Regions from separate parts of the Mus musculus genome. Here all the other regions are linked to region 1. A link is a contact called in public Hi-C and HiChIP or PLAC-seq data. All regions are on one chromosome and are shown on one strand. Each heading gives the region's core, a stretch centred on a gene start, on an enhancer-like site or on the middle of the called end of the contact. The rest is flanking DNA. Distances are from core to core; before and after follow the strand shown.

Evidence for each region. Hi-C and Micro-C count contacts between places; a contact is called where the count stands out from the background. HiChIP or PLAC-seq counts read pairs in DNA pulled down with a chosen protein or histone mark.
Region 2: a contact with region 1 is called in a FOXA1 HiChIP or PLAC-seq map of pancreatic cancer cells. The contact joins two enhancer-like sites. A contact is called at or near these places in 2 of 484 Hi-C or Micro-C datasets (the 3T3-L1 cell line and muscle stem cells), 4 of 115 datasets of contacts at active chromatin or transcription factors (bone marrow-derived macrophages, embryonic stem cells, fibro-adipogenic progenitors and 1 more) and 2 of 9 other capture datasets (adipose tissue and pancreatic islet).
Region 3: a Hi-C map of cortical neurons shows a contact between it and region 1, with 3 times the contacts expected there. The contact joins two enhancer-like sites. A contact is called at or near these places in 1 of 15 datasets of contacts at CTCF or cohesin (the NIH/3T3 cell line), 4 of 484 Hi-C or Micro-C datasets (cortical neurons, embryonic fibroblasts and nephron progenitors), 3 of 115 datasets of contacts at active chromatin or transcription factors (bone marrow-derived macrophages, fibro-adipogenic progenitors and heart atrium) and 1 of 9 other capture datasets (adipose tissue).
Region 4: a Hi-C map of uterus shows a contact between it and region 1. The contact joins two enhancer-like sites. A contact is called at or near these places in 6 of 484 Hi-C or Micro-C datasets (cerebral cortex, cortical neurons, liver and 2 more), 2 of 115 datasets of contacts at active chromatin or transcription factors (neural progenitor cells and pancreatic cancer cells) and 1 of 9 other capture datasets (adipose tissue).

The regions. Positions count from the first base shown.
Region 1 is chr5:31,880,741-31,884,210 of GRCm38.p6, forward strand. All of the region lies in intron 6 of Babam2 (BRISC and BRCA1 A complex member 2), which reads left to right. Among named protein-coding and RNA genes, the nearest start is that of Gm52770, 120 kb to the right of the region's middle. Within about 2 kb of position 1,806, at least 76 of the 459 cell types and tissues checked have an H3K27ac peak or open chromatin away from gene starts, as enhancers often do. A contact at or near this core is called in adipose tissue, bone marrow-derived macrophages, cortical neurons and 3 more, where this site is marked.
Region 2 is chr5:31,635,471-31,638,940 of GRCm38.p6, forward strand. The region is part of intron 7 of Rbks (ribokinase); the gene reads right to left. The region is part of intron 2 of Gm38424 (a long non-coding RNA gene); the gene reads left to right. Among named protein-coding and RNA genes, the nearest start is that of Mrpl33, 23 kb to the left of the region's middle. Within about 2 kb of position 1,626, at least 95 of the 459 cell types and tissues checked have an H3K27ac peak or open chromatin away from gene starts, as enhancers often do. A contact at or near this core is called in bone marrow-derived macrophages, muscle stem cells and pancreatic cancer cells, where this site is marked.
Region 3 is chr5:32,058,072-32,061,541 of GRCm38.p6, forward strand. All of the region lies in intron 11 of Babam2 (BRISC and BRCA1 A complex member 2), which reads left to right. Among named protein-coding and RNA genes, the nearest start is that of Gm40277, 31 kb to the right of the region's middle. Within about 2 kb of position 1,555, at least 21 of the 459 cell types and tissues checked have an H3K27ac peak or open chromatin away from gene starts, as enhancers often do. A contact at or near this core is called in cortical neurons, where this site is marked.
Region 4 is chr5:32,034,281-32,037,750 of GRCm38.p6, forward strand. All of the region lies in intron 10 of Babam2 (BRISC and BRCA1 A complex member 2), which reads left to right. Among named protein-coding and RNA genes, the nearest start is that of Gm52770, 37 kb to the left of the region's middle. Within about 2 kb of position 1,656, at least 115 of the 459 cell types and tissues checked have an H3K27ac peak or open chromatin away from gene starts, as enhancers often do. A contact at or near this core is called in adipose tissue, cortical neurons, muscle stem cells and 2 more, where this site is marked.

The DNA.
Region 1 (3,470 bases), core at 556-3,055:
GGATGCATCTTCCTACATCAACCATATATCAAAAATAATAAAATAAAATAAAATAAAATGTAAAAGCCCAGCAGTGGAAGCAGGGGCTGTCTCTGACTCTTTCTACCTTCAGGAGCTCTTTCCTCCTACTGGTTGCCTCATCTAGCCTTAATAGGAGAGGAGGTGCCTAGTCATAGAGCGGGCTGGTTGAAGGAGGCCTGCCTTTTTCTGAAGAGAAAAGGAAGAGGAGAAGTGGGTTGGGGAAGGAACTGAGAAAAGGAAGAGAGGAAGGAGGGGAACCTACAGTTAGGATGTTATAAAACTAACTAACTAACTAACTAATTGAATTAATGAGTTTAAAAGTCCCACAGACACTCCAAGGCCAATCTGATCTAGGCAATTACTCAGTTGAGGTTCCTCTTCCTAGGTGACTATAATTTGTGTTAAGTTGACCAAAGAAGCCAGAATGCCCTTCTGTGTAGTCCTCGATGCTCTGCACCACTGTAGTGCTCCCTCTTCACCTCAGGTCAGTCATGCTGTCCTCACTCCAACCTTCTGAAGGTATTCAGGTTTCTGAAGGTCTCCAGATTCAATAAGTACTCCATTAATATCAGTATCTACTCTGTCATTCCTTTCTCATCACCCTGAAAAAAAAAAAAAAACCCAGTTTCTTAACTGAGATGCATCAAGGTTATTTATGATCTAGTTCTTAAACTTGTTCAGCTTCATCTCTTTCAGTTTCCCCCAATATCCGGTGCTTCAGCCTTCCTGAATAGTATTGTGCCTGTATGTGCCTCAGCATCTGTCTTTCTAATCTCCTACCCTTTTTGACTCCATGCAACACTGCATCACTTCCTCCTTGATGCCTCCTGAAGCCCCCAGCTTCAACCCTTTGCTAGCATCCCTGCCTTGCCCTTCCATTTAAGCACATACTCACTGCAACAGGATCACCTAGCATTCATTTACTTGTTTGCTTCCTGCTTGTGGCAGTGTGTCTGTCTCTCCATGGGGGAAAGCCTGGGATGTTCTGGTGAGGTTTGGGGAAGTTGCTTTTGTCCTTGTTTGTTGCTGTTGCTATCATTTTAACACGTTTCATTTCTTAGTAGTTTTTGAGAGCTGGATTGCTATGCATATTTTCTTGTGTCCTTACCCATATGTGATTAAATAACAGAGTCAAGAAACCCAAATAAGGGCTTCCCCTCTTCTGCTGGCCTAATTTCATTCTTTGATATCTACTTAGTAAAAACTTTTGTTCACTCAGAAACTTGAATCCACACTCTGGCGTGAATTAGAAACGTTAAGCTGTTAATAACTTCCCTGGAGAATTATGACTTGAAAGAATGCTTTGCTACTTTTATCATCAGTTATGCATCGTGAAATGTCACAATTTCTCTTCAGAATTTCTTTATAAGCACAAAGCTGCAAATGTTCATCAATTGATCTATCTCAAGCCCCTATTAGCTTAGAAATGAGAGGAACATTCTTTAGTAATCCAGGCCAATGAGAACTCCTAACTCAATTTATACTTCTAAATCTGGCATCAGCATTTCTATAATTAGTAAAGTTCTAGCAAATCCACCTACTCAAGATCTCTGCTAAGTCCAACATTTATAGTGGTTCATTACAGAGCTATTAATATCATAGTCTTTCCTCATATGAATATTTCTACTCTCCATAATTCACTGCAGGGACATTTTTGCTCTGTTCTTCCTCTTTTGGACCTTGCATTTCCTTTCTGATTCACACGGTCCTCAGTACGTGACAAAGAGTTTTCAAAGCAAATTTGGACTAGGAGAATCATGCAGAGGAAAAGCATTGCAGCAGGAGTCAGCAACACTGGATTTGGGTTTCTGCCCTGTGACTCACTCGCTCTGTACATAGCATAATCCACTTTCTTTATCTTAGTGTCTGTGAATCTGTGGGTGTTGGAATCAATGGTTACAAGCCTTTTCTTTTTAATATAAAACAGAATAATAATAGCTCGAGGTGAAGTGGTGGCCAGGTCCAGGAAGCCTGTCCATTGTTGCCCTGGGCTGCTCTGAGCAAACTCAAGAGAGGTGCAGACTCTAGTTCTCCATAGAGTATAGGGTGCAGCCTCTAAGGCTGTTCTTACCTTCATATTTTCTAAGTTTGTCTTTAGTGAACTCCCATCAACAGCAAGGAAGGTGTCCAGTCTCTCCACATCCTCACCAGTATTTGGTATTTTCTGGGCCGTTGCTTTTAAATACAGAAGTTGTCCTCATGGGTGTTTGATGGCACCCACTGTGTTTTGGGTTACTAACAACTTCTCATGAGCTCACTGGCCATTTGTTCATCTTATTTGGGTAAAAGTCTACTCAAATTCTTTGCACATTTTAACATCAGATTGTTTATTGTCTTGTTGAGTTTCAGGGGTTCTGTATGTGTTCTGGATATTAACTTGTGATAAAAATATGGTGTAGATGGTGTGGTTGTACATATCTTTAGTCCCAGCACTGGGGAGATAGAAGCAAGCAGATCTCTGTGAGTTCAGTATCAGCCTGGTCTACATAGTGAGTTCAAAGCCAGCCAGAGTTACACGATAAGACACATACATACATGCATACATACACACACATACACACATGAGACATGTGCATGCATATATATATCTCAGATGTTTTCTCTCACCTGCCGTTTTACTGCTAATCCTGATTTTTTTCATAAAGTCTGATTTATCAGTTTTTCTTTAGTTGTCTATATACTTATTTACAATTCCTAAACTTTACATAGTCTTCATTTTATGCAGCCTCCTAGCCCAGTGTGATCTCCTTCCTGCTTTTTCTCTTAAGTCACAGGGCTCACCCTGTTACTCTTCAGTTCCTTGTATTATGTTTGCCTCTGTTTTCTTTTCTTTAGTTGCTAGTTGTCTTAGCCAGTGCTTCTGAGACTTTAATGTGCATCAAATGTCCTAGCTGGTGCTTAGTTTGAATAGCATGGCTCCACGCTTCACCATCTATCCATATGGGTTTCAATACCTATGCTGTTCACAAAAGTTACATCACACCCTTATTTCTTGTTTCTGGGCTGTTCCTCTGTCTCTAGATGTTTGGAATTGAAATCCTGAAATCGAAAGAGGTATGAAAGCAGTTAGTGCTTATAACTTCCCTCAGGCTGGGAAAGCCAGATCTCTGCTCAATGGTTTTGTTTCTTTGTTTATTTTTGGTTTTTAAACCACTTTTGAAGCTTTTCTTGGAATACACATTACTCTTCTGTTTGCATTATCTCTCTCAAGGAAAAAAAAAGGCATAATAGAGTGAGGGTTGGACAAGAAAGAGCCTAAGGAGGTGACTCTGTATTCGCAGAGACTGAGTGAGTTCTTCAACCTTTTCGTAGGCCTTTGTCCACTTATGTTGTCCTGTCTTTGTAAGGACTCTCACTGAAAGCAAAGAATACTTTTCTCATTTCATGTTCTCTCTCTCTCTCTCTCTCTCTCTCTCTCTCACTGAATATTTCCATTTCTGGGGTGGGGG
Region 2 (3,470 bases), core at 376-2,875, 250 kb before region 1:
ATGTAACGTTTCACTTAGAGAAGAATCCCAGTAGGAGAAAAAAGAAAAAGAAAAAAGAAGAAGAAAGAAAAAACCCCACAACATATGACATTAGTGCTTGGCAGAGAGAAAGTCAATGCTTTGTGTCACAGCAGGGGAAGGGAGGCGGAGGAATGCCTAAATATTGGCTCTGTTTTAATTTCCATTCTACATTACATTAAACTCTCCCTGTACTCCTCTCTAATTTACAGTGAGCGCTGACACAGATTGGTGTGCCTCTTCTTTGACATCAGTATTTCTCTTGAATTATGTATTTCTATCTGGAACAGGGTTTCTGGGCTGAGGCTTGCTTTCATTTAGATGGGTGAGAAGGATGAATGGGAGGTCAAGTGTGAAACCAAAGGGAGCTAATGCTCCAGTGTTCTCAGGCCCAAAGAGGCCGAGGTGAGATTAAAGGGGACACTGGTCTCCCTGTTTTCACTACATTGATTATACTTCAACTACTGTGCAGCAAAAAGCTCTAGATTCTTCGCTTGTTGGTACCCTGCCTTTATTTGTAAGATAACAGGTGATAATAACAACCGTATCACTGGGATTTTATTTAAAATTGAGTCACAGCCAAGAGAAGCCCCTGCTGGATACAGTACTCTGAGAGCTCTCAGGTTTCCCCGTGTACAGGGCTGTGGTGTTCAGGTTGGCTGCCCTCTGATTGGTGACACATGGCTCCTGGATTGACAGAGGTCATTTGCTGGCTCCCCATGGGCCTGCCCGTGTATTGGGGTTCTCTTTCAGCCTCACCAGTCAGTGATGGCCTCTTTCTGGCCAGTCACACCAATTCTGGAACATCTTGATGGGGTGGTCTGAAGTAACACTTGCATCCAAAAGATCTCATATAAAATGCAGACTTATCCAATAACATACACAGCAGACAACCCTGTACCCCTTCGTGCCCCTCACCCTACTTCCAGTCCAAGCTGGAGCCCAAAGGGACACCATATATTCAGCAATCTCTGAGAACCCTTCTCTAGCTTCACTTTCTACCTGAAACTCACTCTGTGCTGGGGGTAGAAATTTGGGGAAAGCTGTTTTGCCTGTTGCCTGCAGTCTAGGAAGCCAAGGAGAAAAATGGCTTATGGAGACTGAAAATAGGCTAAGACCTCTATTTGCCCAAAAATGTCTGCGGTAAATGAATTCATTCTATAATTCAGAAAGGAGGGAAGGAATCCTGAGTGCAAGCTAAAAGAAGAAGAAAAGCCCTATTCTTCTTGCACTGTTAATCTGCTTTGTGCTTAAACAACTTTACATATCTGCGAATAAATGGCACTTAAAAACAAAGTGTCCGATAGTGACTCATTGGGCTAGAAAGACTGGCCTTGCCTTCTGTGGTCAGCAGTCTTTCTTCCTGTGACTCCAGCATTCTAGACAGAAACCAGTTACTCCAATATGACTTGGTATCCTACAGGCTTTGCTGAGACCGTCTCTGCCCAGCGCTCCTCTCCACCAGCTGCTTTCTTCTGTTTGAACTATTATCATTGTTCTCTGAGAACTGCTAAACATACGGAGCCGTTGGATTAGCACACAGCAAAGGCATCTGATAGCCTGAGCAGCAGCCGCAGGTCGCACCTCTACTCATGCACAGGGCTTAGAGTAATTAGTCATTGCACAATGTTGTATTCATGGCCTTTCTGCGCCTGAGCTGTTAGGCCACAAGCTCTGCAGCAGTTGCTGTTAGGAGAGGGTTTCTTTCTGGGTTATTTATAATGTCCCCACTTCCTCACAGTGACTGCCTCACCCCCTGCTCTTGAGCCAGGTCTACACTGTGAGGACAGTGAAGGGACTGGGCAAAATTGTTTGCAGACTCTAGCTATGCTGAAAGGTGGAGCGGGTGATTCACTGCCAATGGCTTGAACCTGGTCTGTCTACACAACCCAAATCCAGCATGCCCTGCCTCACAGTCTCTGACAGGAATGGTTATATGGAGCCTGTTTCAGTCAGAAGGGAGCTGGTCTCTAAAGTATGCATTAGAGGGAAACTACCTGAGTATTGTGCTGGGAGGTATTTGAACGATGGATATTTATTACTCATTATTTATATGCATTCTATGCTATTCATTTTTAGTATATTTATTATTACATTCCAGCAGGTATTTAAGTGAAGGTAGGTTTCTGTTCTCAGTGCCTGTCTGCTGAAGAGAGAATTACCAGAAGGCAGGTACACAAGCCTACGAAAGACACACGCAGCCACTTGTGTTTGGAGTTTGGTTGTTACACTTCTGCCTCTATTACCATGGCTGGGTTTACTCTGTGGGAACTGGCTTCAGTCATAAGGTGAATCAGGATCCCAAAACATTTGAAAACCACAGAGACCAACGGAATGAAGTTTGTTTTTCCCACAAAATGTCCATCTTGTTGTCCTCTGCCACCCACAGGTGGAGTAAGCTGGCCTGTGAGCCCTAAGGCTTTGCCTGCTTCTGCCTTCCTAGGACTAGCATTGCAAACACACACTTGGCTTTTAAAGTATACATTGGTGAGAACCACTTTCCAGATCTCCCTGGTCCCTGTTGTTTGATTTCTTAAGGGCAGCTGTTCAGACTGGGGACAAATGGAAGTTCTCACCTCCCCCACAACTAGGGTTTCTTTGTGTAGCCCTGGCTGTCCTGAATCCCACTCTATAGACCAGGCTGGCCTTGAACTCAGAGATTAGTCTGCCTCTGCCTCCCAAATGCTGGGATTAAAGGCGTGCACCACTATCTCCTGGGTCAAATGGAATTTCAATACAGGTTTTTTGTTTGCTTGCTTGCTTCAGGGTCTTATATAGCTTAGGCTGGCCTTGAACTCAATACGTAGCTGAGGCTGACCTTAAACTCCTAATCCTCCTACTTCTACTCCCCAAATGCTGGGATTACAGGTCTATGGCACCATACCTAACTAAAAATCTGGTATGGTATCATGTGACCACAATCCCTGCAATCCTGTCCTCGGAGATGATGAGGGTAGGAGAATCTTGAGACCCACTGTAGTACATTATGTAAACACACTCATACACATACACACCTCTTTGTTTATACCATTAACAGTATCGTTGCACAGAGTACAACCTATAGTGTGCAGTCATATTTTCCTACACAAGCAAGCAGATGTTCAGGTCTATGACGCACACACCTGCCTTTTGACTGCCCTGCACACCTGCATCAGCAACAGTGAAGACCACGGGCATGGCAGGCTCAGCGTTCTGGGCTTTGCAGTTTGACAACATTTATTTTATTTATTTGGACTGATGCTGAAATGACTGCTCCTTCTCCATCCCATGCCACTCTTCTCTGTGGCCACACTTGGGCTATCTCTGAGACAGGCCTGGTCTCAGATGCCTTCCAGGGCTGCTAAAGTATAGCGCCCTGCAGCACTGTGTAAACTCAGTTCTTCTGTATTGGGAAGACAGGAAAAAAAGCCCACGCTTGGCCCTGGTTCAGTTCTTCAACAAGAACATGACAT
Region 3 (3,470 bases), core at 305-2,804, 180 kb after region 1:
GGCTGTCACTATAGTCATAAGGACCAGGTTGATCCAGAAACATGGTGAGTGCTATGGTAAAGACTTCAGGGTCTGGGCCAGCAGTGTATGGACCATTGCCTCCTAGCCTGAAGCAGCAGTAGATTGAAGTGGGATTTTCCAAACATAAACCATAGTGTGGTGTGTGGCAAATACTTTATCACTCTGCACAGCCATGTGCTCTTACCTGTGATCTCAGCTGAAGGGTGGGCAGAGCCAAAGAATCATAGAAAGAGAAGTGGCTCATAAGCATCCTCCACTGCTCATCCAATAGTTACTACCCTCTACAGTGTTCCAGGCACTGTGTGCCATGCTGAGGATGTCATGATAAAGAAACTAGAAACTATCCATGGCTTCACTGAGCCTGTAGCCTAGCAAGGAGATAAATCATACCAAATTCCTGACAGCTTTAAAGTACCCATAACAAAAGATGACCTTCCAGGCTTAGAAACTTCTTGATTATTAAGACTTCCTGTTCTTACCAACCATTTCCTGGTTGAGTTTTCTTCCCAGAGAAAACCCTCCTGGCCTCTCCCATCATCTCTCTACTACTAAACCCTCACATGTGGTAGGCTCAAGGCTCTACAAGAGTGCCCCTTCTCCAGTACTCCAGCCACCCAGAATCCCGGTGTGCCACTCAGAGCTATTATCTGAAACTCGTGTGCCTTTCTCCCTATATTTTCCCTTTATATCCAAGCTACTGAAGTCTGAAATTCTATTTAAGGAATAAACAAACAAATGCAAATGTAACTAGTAACAACTATTAAGACCTATGTTGACATGCAGTGGAACAAAGGAAATCTAAAGCAAGGTTTCCGTTTGAAGTCTTGCTGTTGTTTAATTTTCTGGGCGTTCCCTATGTATACATAGGATCTACCCTTAGAAGATGGGCCATTATTTGTGGTATGTGCTCCAGAGTCTGAAGCAGACATATCTTTGTGGTTTCCATGGCAAAGCAATCTTGGTGTGCGTGTGCGTACTTCTGAAGCAGGCATTTTAGCATGTATGAATTGAATCTTTAAGGAGCTGTAGACCACAAGCCTGTGATTTCAGTATAGGAGTTATCGTAAGTGAAGCCTGTTTATCTTAACAGATTGGTTCAGACTTTCAAGAGACATTTGCTTTATGTTAACACCAGTCTAAAGAAAACATCTGAAGTCGTGTTAAAAAAAAAAATCTGCTTGCTAGTTTAGTGAGGATAAATCCATTTTAGATGTAATAAAAGAGACAGCCAGCAGCTCGTGCCGGCTAGAAATAGTAGCTTTAGCCCCTATTCTTTAATTGAACTGAGTAATTACATGAGGCTGTGTCAAAGGCCAGGTAATGGGCAAACGTAAGCAAGAATTGTCCTATGGTTAAGTCTGAAAACTAGCAGAAAGGCATGGAGGAAAATGTTGAACAAAACGAAAGGTCAGTGAAGCATTCCTCGCATGCCCCGTGTCTGTATCCTATGAAAATACTGTACACAGTGCGTAAAAGGCTATAATTCACTGGGGGAGCTCTGCCCACCACATAAACACTCTCATGGTTTAGAACAGCCCTAGAGCCCTTTGAGTGAAATCAGCTGTTTATCCTGCCTGCCTAAGAGCACAGTTCTAAACGTGTGCATTAAAAAAGGACACTTTCTGGGACTGAAAAGCCAGGGCTTTTCCTACCACAGTGCTTCTTGCTGATATCAATCCAGCCAGTCCTACCCTTAACAGATACAATACCCTAAAGTGTGTAGGTACAGGCTTTGGGGTCATACATGCTCCAGTTCCAACCAGAGTTTAATCCTATAAGCGCCATAGCCTTGGGCAGAGTGCATAATCTCTCTGAACTTCATCTTTTAAGACAGGGTTGTACTCCCTCTGTTGAATGGACTTGCTAGGAAGGTGTACTCAGTGAGGCAGCATATTGAACAACAGTAGTTTTCCTTTAAACTCCCAGGCAACCCTTCACCGCCCTCTTTCCAATTTGACTCTGGTCACATGTTCCTTTAGAATCTCTTATGTTATTTTTCCTTTTTCTTTAGCATCTTTATCTTCATCTATTTTCTTAACTAAATGGTGAGCTCTTTAAGGCAAACACTTGCTATAATTATCTTTTTAATGTAGTATAATTTGTGTCTAATTTACAGTGCTGTGGACAAATTTTTATATAAAGACTGTCTCTGTCTTACAATGGCTCAGCTTAAGATTTTTGAGCCATATAATGGTCTGAAAGCAACGTACATTTGGTAGAATCTATACTTTGATCTTGAATTGTGATATTGTTATGAGATAGTGTTATTAATACACTGCTCTATGCAGTTCCAGAAAACAGTAGAAAACCACAGCTCCCAAGGAAGAAAAGCAGTAGTCTAAGATATTCCATTTCCCAAAACTCTGCTGCCCTACAGCTAGATACATAAGTGGAGTTTTTACTAAGGATAGTTAATTCTTTTTACATTGATTGGTTGATTGATTGATTGATTGATTGACTGGGGAAACTGGTTCTCTCCTTCTACCATGTCATTTCTAGGGACTAAACTCAGGTTGTCAGGTTTGGCAGCAAGTAGCTATACCTGCTAAGCCACTCACTGGCCTACAGGATACTTTCAACCTCTTGTGAGTTTACCGGACTATAACCGCTTCAAAATTTGAAGAGCATCTGTTGCTTAAGTTGATAAAGTACATACATACTTAGAATTCTTTTGTCCTCTTAATATATTGGTCCTTCTGCCATTATGGAATGTCTATATCTGGTAAGACTTCTTGACTTGAAGTCTTCTTTAATATAAAAATAGCTGTTCCAGCTTTCTCTCCACATAGTTTTGTATGCTGTCTTTCTTCATCTCTTTTTGTTTTACTTAGTCTCTGTCTGTATGTGTGTCTAGAAATCTTTTGTAGGTTTTGATTATTTTAATCTAGTCTGATGGTCTGTGTCCCTTAATATTTAGTTTGTTTATACTTAACATAACAAATGAGTTTATTACGTTTAAGTCTTACATCTTTCTTTTTTCAAATTTTTTAATTTCCTTTGTTTTTAATTCCTTTATTTTCTCTTCCAATGTTCTTTTGGTTTGTTGAAGTGTTTTGGCATATATCTTGATGTCCCTTTTACCTCTTATTGGCTTATTAACTCTATTGCTTCATATATTTTGGTAATATGTGCAGTAAATATGATCTTTACTTGACACATAAATTTATATATATAATACCTATCATAATTAATATTACAATGTTTCATACATAATCTAAATGTCTAAATCTATAAAAGGTGAGTCTCTTTATGCCCCTAGTTAGCCTTTGTGCTATGATATCCATATGTTTTGATTTTTCATGTGACTTTTAACAGTCAAACAGCTTTAAAAAATTTTTTTTCTAATCAAAGGAAAACTATAATCTACTTCATTCTGGTTCTAGATAAAGGTAGCAGAGAATGATTTTTTTGAGAGTATCTTACTATGTAGCCTTGGCTGTCTTGGAGCT
Region 4 (3,470 bases), core at 406-2,905, 150 kb after region 1:
AAAAGAGCTGACGGGGCTACGTGTCATCTACCTTGTGGGAATGAAAGGGTAACTAGGGTCTCTGCATCCTGAAAGGGATCCAAAGTAGAGATGTGATCATGAGGTGGCCCCTGGAACATAGTACACAGGCCCTCCTAGGACTTGAGGCTAAGGCTGATTAGTAAAGTCCTCACTAGGCCCAACAGGAAGCAGTACTAGGCCCAACATGATGGCAGGGGGCAGCCCCTCAAAAGGATGAGGAACAGGATTCAGGTGATCCAGCTGACCTATTTAATATAAATCAAGGAGTCAGGAAGGACTGGAGTGACTCAGCCTCTGCCTGGCTGGAGCCGTCAATGGGCTTTGTAGCCTATTTCCTGGGGACGTTTTCAGCTAAATCAATGATTTCATCATTCTATCCCTAAGCACCCTCAGCAGCTAGTTGCGACTGTTCACGTGACTGTCTGGGTGAGGCCAAGAGGTCTGACCTCTGACAGGAGAAGCTGGGACAGTGGTGGCAAGTGTTAGGCTTGGTGGTAGTAGGAAGTTTGTTCCTTTCCAGTCTCCCCAAGTAAGCCAGAGTGTGAGTGAGTGGCACTTTGGTATCTGAGCAGCTTTGCCTCACTCGTGAAGAGAGGAGCTCCATGGAGACAGCCGCTTCCTGCCCCTGGTTGAATTCATTGTACAGGCTGGGGTAGGAAGACAGCGAGTTGGCAATGGAAGTCTCACCAGGCAATCTGAAGACCAGAGGTCAGGCCTGAGCGTCAGAAAGTAGCCAAGTGGACAGGTAGAGTGCCAAGGCTTAGTGTATGTCTCTAGGATCCAAAGATGAACATTTAATGCATACAAACTTATTGGCGCAGCTATGCCTTTTATCAAAAAAGTCATACATTTACAGTCCAGAATTGTTAAGAAAATAGAATTATCAAGAGATGTCTTTCCATAGTCAATATGTTCTCCTTACTAAGAGAAACGTCTTTAGCCTAAAATATTAAAATTCTAGCTCTCATATGCTGGTAGGAATAGCTTTACTTATTTGACTGACTGACTGATTGATTGATTAGCAGGATTTCTAGTCCAGGGTGGCCTCAAACTCATTAGGTAGCCTAGGACGACCTTGGACTTTTGATCTTACAACCACACCCAAGTTTATGCAGTGCTGGGCATGGAACCCTGGGTCTTATAAATGCTAGGCAAACCTTCTGAAAAACTGAAAAACATCTCAAGCCCAGGGATAGCTTCCAGTGAATTCCTTCCCCACAAGCTCTATTTACAATCCTGAACATCTCAAGCATTGGGTACATTATGTTTTTTTTTTTTTCCTAAAAAAAAAAAAATGTTCCCTGAAACCTTCTTCCCTTCTCCTTTCCCCAGTTCACCAAATTCTTATCTGAAGCTTGAGGGAGAAGAAAATGGGGGCTAATATGACAACAAGATTTGTACCTTCACAAGTAAATATCACAACTGAGCTGGGTAACTACTTGTGGAAGCTTGTTAGGTCACAGTGACTCACTTGCGTAGATGAGGTTATTTTTAGAGCTGTAATTTGTACTGTTTAGAAAAGAAGAAAGAGATGGTAAAAGGCTAGATAGCTCATTATAGTTTACAGAGCTCATGAACCCAGCATCCATGCAAAAGATGACTAAGCAAGGGGTCGGGTGGTACTTTCTCTCAGAATTTCACAGACGTGAGTCATCCACTTCAGCCTGCAGACACAGCATCAGGTACCTGTGACTCAGCTCCCATTTAGACAGAGCACTAGAATTCAATTCTGATACGCTTTTGTAGCTAAGTAGTGAGGAAATTACATAGCAAAGCAAAATAGGCCTTTGTACCAGGCAGCCATCCAATGTTTAAGCAAGGACTGATTGATCTTCGTCTCTGGTCTTTCAAAGAATCTGTTTATGATCCATGCTAGGTGATGTCTTTTCATTCTGCTGCGTCACACTGCAGTGCATCTCACCACACTGGCTCTTCTGACCCAAGTATTCAGTCTCACAGCTTCTCCACTCCCATGTCCAGCCAGCACGTCCTAAAACCAGGAGTGTGTGTGTGTGTATGTGTGTGTGTGTGTGTGTGTGTGTGTGTGTGTGTGTGTGTGTAAATCTTTAGCCTACAATATTAGCATATTAGTTCTCATGAGCTGCAAAAAAACAAAACAAAACAAAACTTCCAAAGGCTTTCCATTCCACGTTTACCTATGGTCAGAGTTATAAGAATATAATAATATTTTCTTCAAGTGTTTTTCTTTCTTTTTAAAAAATAAGTTCCCTTGTGCCCCAGGCTGCCTTTAAACTTACTCTATAACCAAACTTGAAGTCCTGATCCTTTTGTCTTTCCCTCTGAGTTCTGGTATGATCAGCACATGCCACTACCCCTGGCTTTAAAATGTTTTTTTCATGCTTAAAAAATTATACAACTACTCATGCACATAAGATTTCTCTGTAGATGAGCAGCCTGGTCAGTGCAAGTGTACATTCATCCAACAGGCTTTCTCTCTCTTCTCAGATGCTGAGCTCTGCTAGCCCAATTGTCATCAAGGCATAGCCTCACACACTTAGCTCCTGTTGTCACTTAATTACACAGTTTATTTAGAGTTAAGTCCTTAGAGTGTAACCTGTCTGTTTATATGTACAGAAAGTGGTCCCTTTCAGTTTGCAGACCTATTATTGGATTGTTTATAGCCAACAATAAATGTAACTATACTTATCAATGAAACATCAACAATGATTGCAAAAAGTAAGTACTTCAGAAAGAGACAGGATGTTTTCTCCCCTTTGCCTGCCTGTCCCAAGCCACTTGCAGCCATTTCTGACACTTGGCAGCTGCCTCTTTTACCATCTGTCGTCTTTGCTCCAAACCTGCTGTGTCAGTAGTACTGTTACCAGGAACAGCAGAACATGCACAGGCTAATGTCCTATTGTCACGGAAAGCCCTATGTATATTTAAGTCAACTCAGCAAACATTGAAATGTATGCTGTGAACCTAACCCTGGAGTAGGCCTGGAGGTGCAGAAGAGGTGAGGTGCACACATTTGTCCAGGGGTGGGAGAGTCAGACATGTAAATGTACAGATGCACATGTAGACTGCTGGAACACAGGAGTGCCAAACCTCTGGAGATCTTAGAGAACGGCTCTGCCTGAACTTGCCCTTACATGTAGATGAGATTTATAGGTAAGGGGGCAAGGACGCTCCAAAGAGAACAGCAGAGTGTACTCAGGAACTGATTAGTATACCCTCATGGTGGAGATAATTCATAAAGTTGACTTTTGGGATGCGTGAGTAAAGAATGGCAGATGACAGAAGAGAAATCTGAACCGTGTACGTCACTTGTTCAAAATATGTCGTCTTACTGATGCAAAGGCCTGGAGGGATGTTAAAGATGGATGTGGCATTATCTTAGACTCCCAAGGATGATGGCAGAGAGGAGGAGAATGCAAGTGGGAAGAGGCCGGGGGTAGAAAAACCACTTTGGTAACTAGTTCAGGCAA